3 separate regions of the Mus musculus genome follow, and regions 1 and 3 are each linked to region 2. The links are chromatin contacts, called in public targeted proximity ligation maps. All regions are on one chromosome and are shown on one strand. The core of a region is the stretch at or near the end of the contact, and the rest is flanking DNA. Distances in the headings are between cores, read along the strand shown. Region 1 overlaps Dagla (diacylglycerol lipase, alpha). Region 2 holds the start of Sdhaf2 (succinate dehydrogenase complex assembly factor 2). Region 3 has its middle 9.3 kb from the start of Gm30263.

Region 1 (2,700 bases), core at 126-2,625, 250 kb before region 2:
CAGGCTCCATTTATCACCAGCTCCACTTCTCGTTCTCACGCTAATTATTTTCCAACTCCTCTTCAATGAAAAGAATTTGCCATCTGCCACCAGGCCCTGCCACTGACACCAGCCAACTCCCCAGGAATCAATTGGGGCCTTTCGCTTCCTGCTGGCTGTTCTGAGAGGGCTGCTGGCTGCTGAGGAATGGGGGAGGTAGGGCCAGAGAGAGCGGCAGGACCCTCTCTTTAGCAGCCTGGACCGGACTCTCCACGTTCTGTCCTGGGCAGGGGGAGTTCCTGAAGGTGAAAGGTCCCTCTAGCTCTGGCCAGGCCGGGCTTTACTTCTGAATTCTTTCTTAGAGATCTTTTTCTTCCCATAGGCCTCTCGTACGTGTTTCAGTTCTTTGGGCAGAGGTGGCCTGGAGGGAGCTCAGGCAGGCCGTGCTGGCCTCAGGTGGCACTCTTCCCCTGGGAGCTGCTGGGCTGGAGCAGGCAGGTGGCATTAGGCATGCAGCCAGTCTCCTCCCACCCCTTGCAGTACAGCTCACCCCACTGGATCTCCTGACCACTCCCTCTTTCAAGTACACAGAGCTGGAGGCTGCCCCAAGAAGCAACCTCCGCCTTCCCTCCAGTTCTGGATCATTGCTTTTCTGAGCCTCAGTTTCCTTATATGCAAATGAGATAGTGAAGCCACTCCCTTCTTGGAGGAGGAGGGGCTGGGAGGAGCAGGTGAGCACTTGCAGAGCCAGTGGCTCAAGGTTTGTTCCCATTCTGGTTCATTCTTCAGTTTCCTGCAGTGAGTGCAGAACCTTTACCTCTGCACCAAGTCTGCTGCCCTGCAACAGAAAGTCCCTGGCCATCCATTCCCAGTGGCAGGCAGACCTGCACTGGCCCCAATCCTTGAGTGACCTCTTCTCAGGTAGGGCTGGTGGTATCTCTGAGGAAACTACCAGAGTTGTTTCCTTGGACTCCTTGGACCCACAAGTCAGTGAGGCAGGAATGTCATCTCTCTAGAGGGGACAGCTGGGACTACTGAGCTCCTGCCCAAGGCCACAAGGTTGTAGACCACGCCAAATCCACATTCCTATGAGAAAGCTGTGTACCTATCTGCCTGTGCAACTGAGTTTCAGGTTGTCATACTGCAGAGCTCTTCCCCACCCAAACTCAGCACGCCCTGAGGACAGAGGCCTCCTCTTGCGCCCCACCCAGTCCAAGATTTCCTCCACCACACTGCTCTTCCCCGAAGCCTTCCTTTTGCTGGGGCTGCATGCTGGGAGTTCTTGGCTTCCCAGATGGCCCCCTGCAGGGAAGTTCACCAGATCTCAGCTCTACCCCATTCTCAGCTCCTCAGAACTTCCTCCAGAGGAGACTGTCAGTCTCTGGTGCTGGTGACACCTCAGAGAAGAATTAGCACCTTCCACTTCCTTAGGGGATCCCTAATGAGGTCGTTAATGAGGTGTTAAGTGGGCACGCCAAGTATGACACCTCCCCTCTGGGAACCCCCCACCCCTTGGGCCCAGCCTACCCTGAGCCACGTTCAGCCCCACCTCCTCAGGCAGTAGACCAGCCCTCGGATCTGGTCTGCTTGAGTGCATGCTGCTCGAAGGTTAGAGAAAGCCTTCAGAGCTGTGTGTGCCTTGGAGAGCCACCACCTGGGCAGTACAGCCATCTAGGGCACAGGCCAGAAGCTCTGGCTCTTGGGTTTCAGCCACTCCCAAGTCATCTTCAAAGCCAGCAGGGATCAAATGATGGCAAGCAGAGCTCCTTCCCCAGGGAGCTGCTCTACAGAGCTCTGGTGACTCAAAGGGCCAGCACCCACCCTCCACCCCCCAACTGTGTAACATGGGACCACCAATAGCTTTATGGCCCAGTCTCTCCTTTGCTTGGCTCTCCTTCTTTCTGTGCTATCTGAGGGGACCCCAGATGAAGGGAGGTGATCACGGCAGGCAGGTCTCTGGAGCCTGGCCCTCCATGTCATTTAGAGCAGGGTTTAGTTGCTGTATATATCCCTAGGCTTTGAACTAAGTGCTCAAAAATGTCTGAGAGCCATGAGATAGAGGAGCCCTCTGGTCAACTCTGGCATTTAGGGAGAGAGCCTTGGGATGCTGCTCAGGTGTCCTTCCAGGCTTGGGAGGCCATTCCATATCTCCTCCATTGCCTGAGCTAGGAGAGCAGAAGGGCCTATAGGAGAAAACTCTTGACCTCAGGCCACAACTTCTATTTTCACACTCCCTCTTATCCCTCCCACAGTAGGACAAAGCTGGACTCATCACAAGTTACAGAGGCCTCCGAGAAGGGGCAGTGCCTGGAGGGCCCCTACTGCTGGGTGGAGCACAGGCTGGACCTGGCCCTGGCCCAGGGACTCTATTTCTCAGCCATCCACTGGGCGAAGACTTCGGAGTGCAGTCCGGGAGGGGCTAGCCACTTCCTATGACAAGTCAGATGAGTCAGTGACCATTTCCCCATCAGTAACCGGCTGACACTGATGACAGCGCTTCCCTCGTGGGCTGAGGGACAGTGGGACAAAGCCATTTCAATGTTGTGGAGTGTTGAGAGCAGACTCTGACACGGCAGGATGCTTGATGCTTGGCAGTGTAAACTACATACACTGCTTTAGGAACCGCTCACTGTCTTCTTCAAAAACTTAGCATGGGCTAGCCAATGAGATGGCTCAGCAGGCAAAGGCGCTTGCCACACAAACAAGAGTCTGATGGAACCC
Region 2 (2,866 bases), core at 267-2,766:
TGCAGAAGGCCATAGAAGATAAAGCAAGATAAAATCTAGTATTGTTTACAAGCCTCTTCCCCGAGGCTCGAGGAAGAGTTGAATGTATGGTTAATGTTCTAGAACATGGGGGTTGGCATTGCCGAAGGGACTGGTTGGTTTCTGTTTTGAACAACTTGCAACACTAACCAGCATACTCTAAGAAGTCCAGTAGCCACTGAGAATAAGAGAGCAGAGCAACCAGCTGGTCATGGTGCCTCATGACTGTAATCCACGCACTTGAGAGGCTAGATCAGAACTACTATGAAGCTGAGGAGTTTTAGTACCTAAAAAACAGGGTAGCAAGGAAGGAGGAGGGAACACTGAACAACTTAAAAGAGTGTTAACAAAACTACAGCATTGCAGAAACACCGACACACTTAAAACACCCTCCTCTGGCCTTCATGGGCACCTACACACATAGTATGCATAAACTCACAAAGGCAGATAAACACATGTACATACTTTTTTAGTCTAAAAAAAAGAATAAGAAAAGAAAATGCGATTGCCTAGCAGGCAAGGCTCTGGGTTTGGTGCTTAGCACAAACAACAAAATTGTCATATGTGATATAAAGAATATTACATAGTATTAAGGAGTTAGCAGTAAAGTATAATAATCATAAATATATGTGGATCTAATAGAGCACTCAAATATATGGAAGAGACACTTGACAGAACTGGTGGGGGAACACAACAGATTTTAATGCCACATTTTAATAAGGAATAGAATATATAGATGTCGGAATCAATACTAGACAACCAGAACAATACTAATTTAAGAATATTTAACTGAGATATACAGGCATTCCACACAAGAGATCATACATTCCTCTCAAATGTACAGATAATTATGCCCAGGAGATCACAAGTTGTCAAAAAACATGTCTTGATAAGTTTAAGATAAACCATACCAACTAGCTTTCAACACTACTGGAATAAAAACGGAAAATTCTCAAACATTTAAAACCAAGATGAGACAGGAGAATTACGAATTTGAGGCCAGCCTGAGTAACAAATTAAAACCGGCTTTTAAAAGGGAGACGGGGGAAGAAGCTCAAGAAAAGCTAGGAGGCTTTCGGGGGAGGTTCGGTAACTGTTCCTGGTATGCGTTGAGTCTCACACGGTGACTGGCCACCTAACCACATATTACCCAGTATTCTCACTCGAGCACACCGTGGGCTCAGGAAAGAATGGAAAATTCCCTGCATGATCGGCTCCAGCCTGCGCCTCGCCTTGAGGGGACCATTCCCTGGTCTGTGGGGTAGGTGAACTCTCCCTACAGTCTCCACGGCACAGAGGAGGACGAAACAGTCTTAGCTGCAGCCCGCCCCGAACCCGGCTCTCTCACCCGCGCCAGCGTCGGGATCAAGGTGACCACCGCCATCTCTCTCTTATAGCACAGTAAGCTGGCAACCGGGCCACTTCCGGGAATTCCGGGCGGTCGATCTGAGGACTTCAGCGGAGGTGGACCCCAAGCCGGAAGGCGCAACCGAGCGTATGGCGGAAGTAGCGGTGCGTGTGACGCCGCCGGTGGGGGGGGGGCGGGACCTGGGGCGGAGAGCGGTTCGCGCGCTTCGGGCCTAGTCGGGACTCTCCGCGGCCGCCGCCATATTCCCGGTAACGGGGGCGCGCGGCCCGGGGCCGGCGGGGCCGGAAGGAGGGCGGGGGCCGGCGCCGCGGAAGGGAGGGGGTCGGTTGGGGTGGCGGCGGCGGAAGACAGCGGGTGGAGGGAAGCGCGGGCCTCTGAGGGAGGGGCTGAGGTCCTGGAGCTGTGGGAGGGAGCAGGGCAGGCCTAGCCTAGGGCGAGGACAGGGCCCCGTTGGTGTGGAGGCGGCGGGAGCTTCCGGGCCCGCGGGGGCTCCGGCTTGGGACGCCCCCTGGGCCTAGCAGGTGCGACGGGCTGAGCTTGCGGCGTTCGCCGCGGTGGTTCACAGCGCGGCCTGAGGGCCCTCTCAGGAGTCGAGGCCCGGACTTGGCGGTGGCGCCATAGGCAACTACGGGCGCCGACTCGGAGCACCTCGGGTCGGGCCCGCGGGTGATGGGCAGCGAGCTCCGCGAGCCCGAGCGGCCTGGGAGAGCTGGGGGCGGCGCGAGGCTGGGGGCGGGGCAGAGCGGGTGGGGCCAGGCTCCCGGCCGCCGGGATGCTGCGTCTTGGGAGACTAGAGCTTGTTGACCCTTGCCCTCCTCCCAGCCTGGGACCCTTGTGCCTTAAAATTTTTTACCCTTTTCTGAATACCGTAGTGGCATCTTTCTTACTTTGTCGGTTCTCCGGGCTCGAGAGCGTATTTCCGGAGCCATGTCAGAAGGAGTGGATTTGATTGATATATACGCTGATGAAGAGTTCAATCAGGTGAGAGGAATTAGCAGCAGTTTTGGGGTTTCTTCCATCAATCTACTGGCAGTGGTTTCTCTCTCAGCTCAAAATAATTCCCTGTAATATCGAAGCGTTTCCCCCTAGCGGTGGCTTTGAAGACGACTGACCATTCCTCTTTAGGTTAATTTGAACCTCCAGGCTTCAATTTTAAAGGGCTTGCTTTAAGAGCAAATAAAAACCCAAGTGTAATAGTATGGTGAATCAGCCTGTGGAATTCTTTCCCCAAGTCATTTCAAAGTTGAATGACTAACCATAATTAAAAATGAAAATTACATTTGTTGTAGTACTGCGGAGATAATTTCGATGCTTGTTACTTTGCTGTTCTCTCAACTTGTGGCTCGAGCATGTTGGTCCCTCCCCCTGCTTGGTCCCCTCCCAATGGTGTACCATGAAATTACTTTAAAAGCCACAGTATACCAACTGCTTTAAAGGTGGAATTCCAGTGCCACTCCAAGTGTTTCAGTCTTTTTAAAT
Region 3 (2,908 bases), core at 173-2,672, 170 kb before region 2:
GAAATCAAAAGGGTCTTCCTTTTATATGGATAGTGATGTGGCCATAGGTAAAGGTGGATGGTGAGCCAAGTGGATTCTGAGAATACGGTGGCTGTTGCCTTGACAAGAGGTCATACTGTCTCCTAGGTGTGATGTCACTGGATTCAGAGATCCTGATACCAACACTGTTCATAGAAGTATTGGTGGCACACGCCTTTAATCCCAGCACTGGGGAGGCAGAGGCAGGTGGATTTCCGAGTTCGAGGCCAGCCTGGTCTACAAACTGAGTTCCAGGACAGCCAGGGCTATACAGAGAAACCCTGTCTCGAAAACAAAAAAAACAAAAACCAAAAACAAACAAACAAAGAAACAGAGCAGGTCTATGAGATGGTTCAGAGAGTAAAGTCACCAAGTCTGACAGCTGAGTTCTATCTTCAGAACCCAAAAGAAGAAAGAAGAGAACTGACCCCTGCAAACTGTCCTCTGACCTCCACACATGTGCAGTACCTTGTGCCCCCACCACACAAAGCAAATGAGTAAAAAGAGAATACAATGTTTACTTTTAAAAAGAATGAATTAGGCAGGGGTTGTAGCTCTGTGCTGGAGGACTTACTTACCTGGCGTTCCCAAGCCCCTAGCCTCAATCCTTAGCCCCGATGGAAAGAAGTCAGTGTTCCTGGAGCTGAGGAGAGAACCTGCCACAGGGGCTAGGAGGCTGGGGGACAGACTTTGGTTTTAGATTTGTACGTGGGAGCTGGAGAGATGGCTCATCAGTTGAGAGTACTTGTTGCTTTTCTAGAAGACCTGGGTTTGGTTCCCAGCCCCCACACGACAGCTCATAACTGTCTAACTCCAATTCCAGGAGATTCAACATCGTCTTTTGGTTTCTGTGGATACCAGGCACACATGTGATACATAAACATGCATGCAGGTAAGATACCCATGTACATAAAATACGGAAGTTTTTAAAGAAAAAAATAAAGAATCTTTGTGTGTGTGTGCAGGTGTGTATCCACGTACATATGATTAGAAGGCAGAGGAAGACAGCAGTTGCCTCTGACTACACCTTGGGTATCTCACAGGATTATCAATGTCTGCCTCCCCAAGAGCACTCTACCACACCCAGCTTTTTATGTAAGTTCTGAGGATTCGAACACGGATCTCTATGCTTGTAAAGCAAGAACTCTTTTGTACTGAGCCATCTGGGAGATGGATTTTAATTTACAAAAATCTTGTGGGATTTGCTCAGTCAGCTGGCTAGTCAAGCCACCCGTAACAAGAGTCCTTGGGGACCAGGTGGGCTGGGGAGCATTTCTACTCCCAGAGGTGCAGGCCTGACTGCTGAGCCCAGAAAAGCTGACAGCGCACAGTGCTCAGTGCTCAGCACTACTGCCACTCAGCATAGACGGGGATTCCCCTGGGAGACGTCACAGCAGCCGGGGGCGACTGACGTCTCCTTGACACTGCTAATCCAAGGGCCCAAGCTGCCTTTGCATCAGCCGGTGACTCGCTGTGAGGGGTGGGGGTGGAGGAGGATCCTGGAGTTGTGGGGGTAGTGGGGGAGGGGACAGCAGCTGATGTTGAGTCAGGGTAGAATAGGACAAGTAAGGAGAGCAAGCTGGGGGTCTGCAGGGCATTTCCCAGGTCCCTTGAGGCTGGGGAATTGATGGCCAGCCTAGCTGAGCCCAGGAGGCCTGGAAGAGGGGCGGAAGTAACAGCAGTAAAGGTCAGCAGTCCTTGGGGCCAGGAACATCCAAATGCAAATGTGGAATTTACCCTCCTGCTATGCCCGCTGGCCAGCCAGCTGCCTGCGGCTTGCATGTCTGTATGCCAATCAGCAGCCTGGGCCTGGAAGGCATAGCGAAAGTCCTGGACCCTCCCAGGAGCTAGGAGGTTCTAGGAATTCCCCCTTGCTCTGAGCCCTTCAGGAGGGGTCCTGGGTGTGCAAGGGTTGGGTGGGATCTAGCCTTGGAGGTTCTCATTGTCCACTCTAGCTTCCTCTCCCACCCTCGGCTCTCCTGGCTCCATTGATGAAGGAGCTCAAGGGTCAGGACACTGGACCAATTCTCTTTCCCATGCATTTGCTTCTCCCTGCTTCTTTGAAGGGTCAAGGGTAGCCAAATGGATATCAGTGATCTTCTCGTGACCTTGGGACAAGGCAAGGCAGACAGATGGGGCCTCTCTGACGTGCAGGTGCATTTCATCAATCCTCCAGCAACCTTGCCATTATCCCCCGGGCAAGGTTGGATTTGCAGAAAAGAGTTCTTTGACAAGATGGTATCCAAAAGAATGGCAGAGCTGGAGCTCAAACTGGTTCCTATCACCTACACGACAGGGATCAGACCCCAGTCTTGGCTCAGTACCCTTCTCTCTCCAACCTTTGTGATCAGCCTAGGGTGTTCCAGATGAAAGGCCATCCACTATCACTCACACCAGACACCAAGCAGGCTACACCCCCTCATATGTGTTTGAGGGCTGAGGGCGTGTGTGTGTGTGTGTGTGTGTGTGTGTGTGTGTCTAGGACATTTGCTCCTAGCTTTTGCCATGTGACCCTATCGTGGATCCCTAGGGTGATCTGTCAGGAACTCTTCTGAGCTAACCTGTGCCAATTTCCTTGTGTGCTTACAAACCTCTAGAGCAGAGGCTATCTCTTTCCCATTCTGCCAGTCCCCGACCTGCTCCTGACACCTAGAGCCAAACTTGACACCATGTGGGTGTTCCATCCATCTTAGTCTTGCCTGAATGACAAACCTGCCACTCAGAGTCCCTGAGGATGCCGTCCAGAGCTTCCTGAAAAGGATTCCCAGGCCAGAATGCTTTAGTAGCTCAATCTTCGTTTTCTCCCTCTGTCTACAGACCCACTCTGCCTCTCTGTGTGGTTTCTCTCCCTTTCTCTGGTTTTTCTCTCTGCTGTACTGGGTATGTATGT

What was found.
Region 1: a targeted proximity ligation map of embryonic stem cells shows a contact between it and region 2, with 16 read pairs. A contact is called at or near these places in 3 of 39 promoter capture datasets (the 3T3-L1 cell line, hippocampal neurons and stem cell-derived epiblast-like cells), 1 of 484 Hi-C or Micro-C datasets (embryonic stem cells), 10 of 130 datasets of targeted methods (the NIH/3T3 cell line, craniofacial prominence, differentiating embryonic stem cells and 7 more) and 1 of 9 other capture datasets (adipose tissue).
Region 3: a targeted proximity ligation map of epiblast stem cells shows a contact between it and region 2. A contact is called at or near these places in 3 of 39 promoter capture datasets (3T3-L1-derived adipocytes, the C10 cell line and stem cell-derived epiblast-like cells), 1 of 130 datasets of targeted methods (epiblast stem cells) and 1 of 9 other capture datasets (adipose tissue).

What each region holds. Positions count from the first base shown.
Region 1 is chr19:10,277,461-10,280,160 of GRCm38.p6, forward strand. The region is part of intron 1 of Dagla (diacylglycerol lipase, alpha); the gene reads right to left. Among named protein-coding and RNA genes, the nearest start is that of Gm30042, 11 kb to the right of the region's middle.
Region 2 is chr19:10,523,693-10,526,558 of GRCm38.p6, forward strand. It overlaps Sdhaf2 (succinate dehydrogenase complex assembly factor 2), which reads right to left and starts at 1,517. Exons shown (of 4, transcript NM_025333.4): 1 at 1,367-1,517. The coding sequence starts at 1,402. It overlaps Cpsf7 (cleavage and polyadenylation specific factor 7), which reads left to right and starts at 1,552. Exons shown (of 10, transcript NM_172302.3): 1 at 1,552-1,635; 2 at 2,260-2,368. The coding sequence starts at 2,315.
Region 3 is chr19:10,355,554-10,358,461 of GRCm38.p6, forward strand. No RefSeq gene overlaps it. Among named protein-coding and RNA genes, the nearest start is that of Gm30263, 9.3 kb to the right of the region's middle.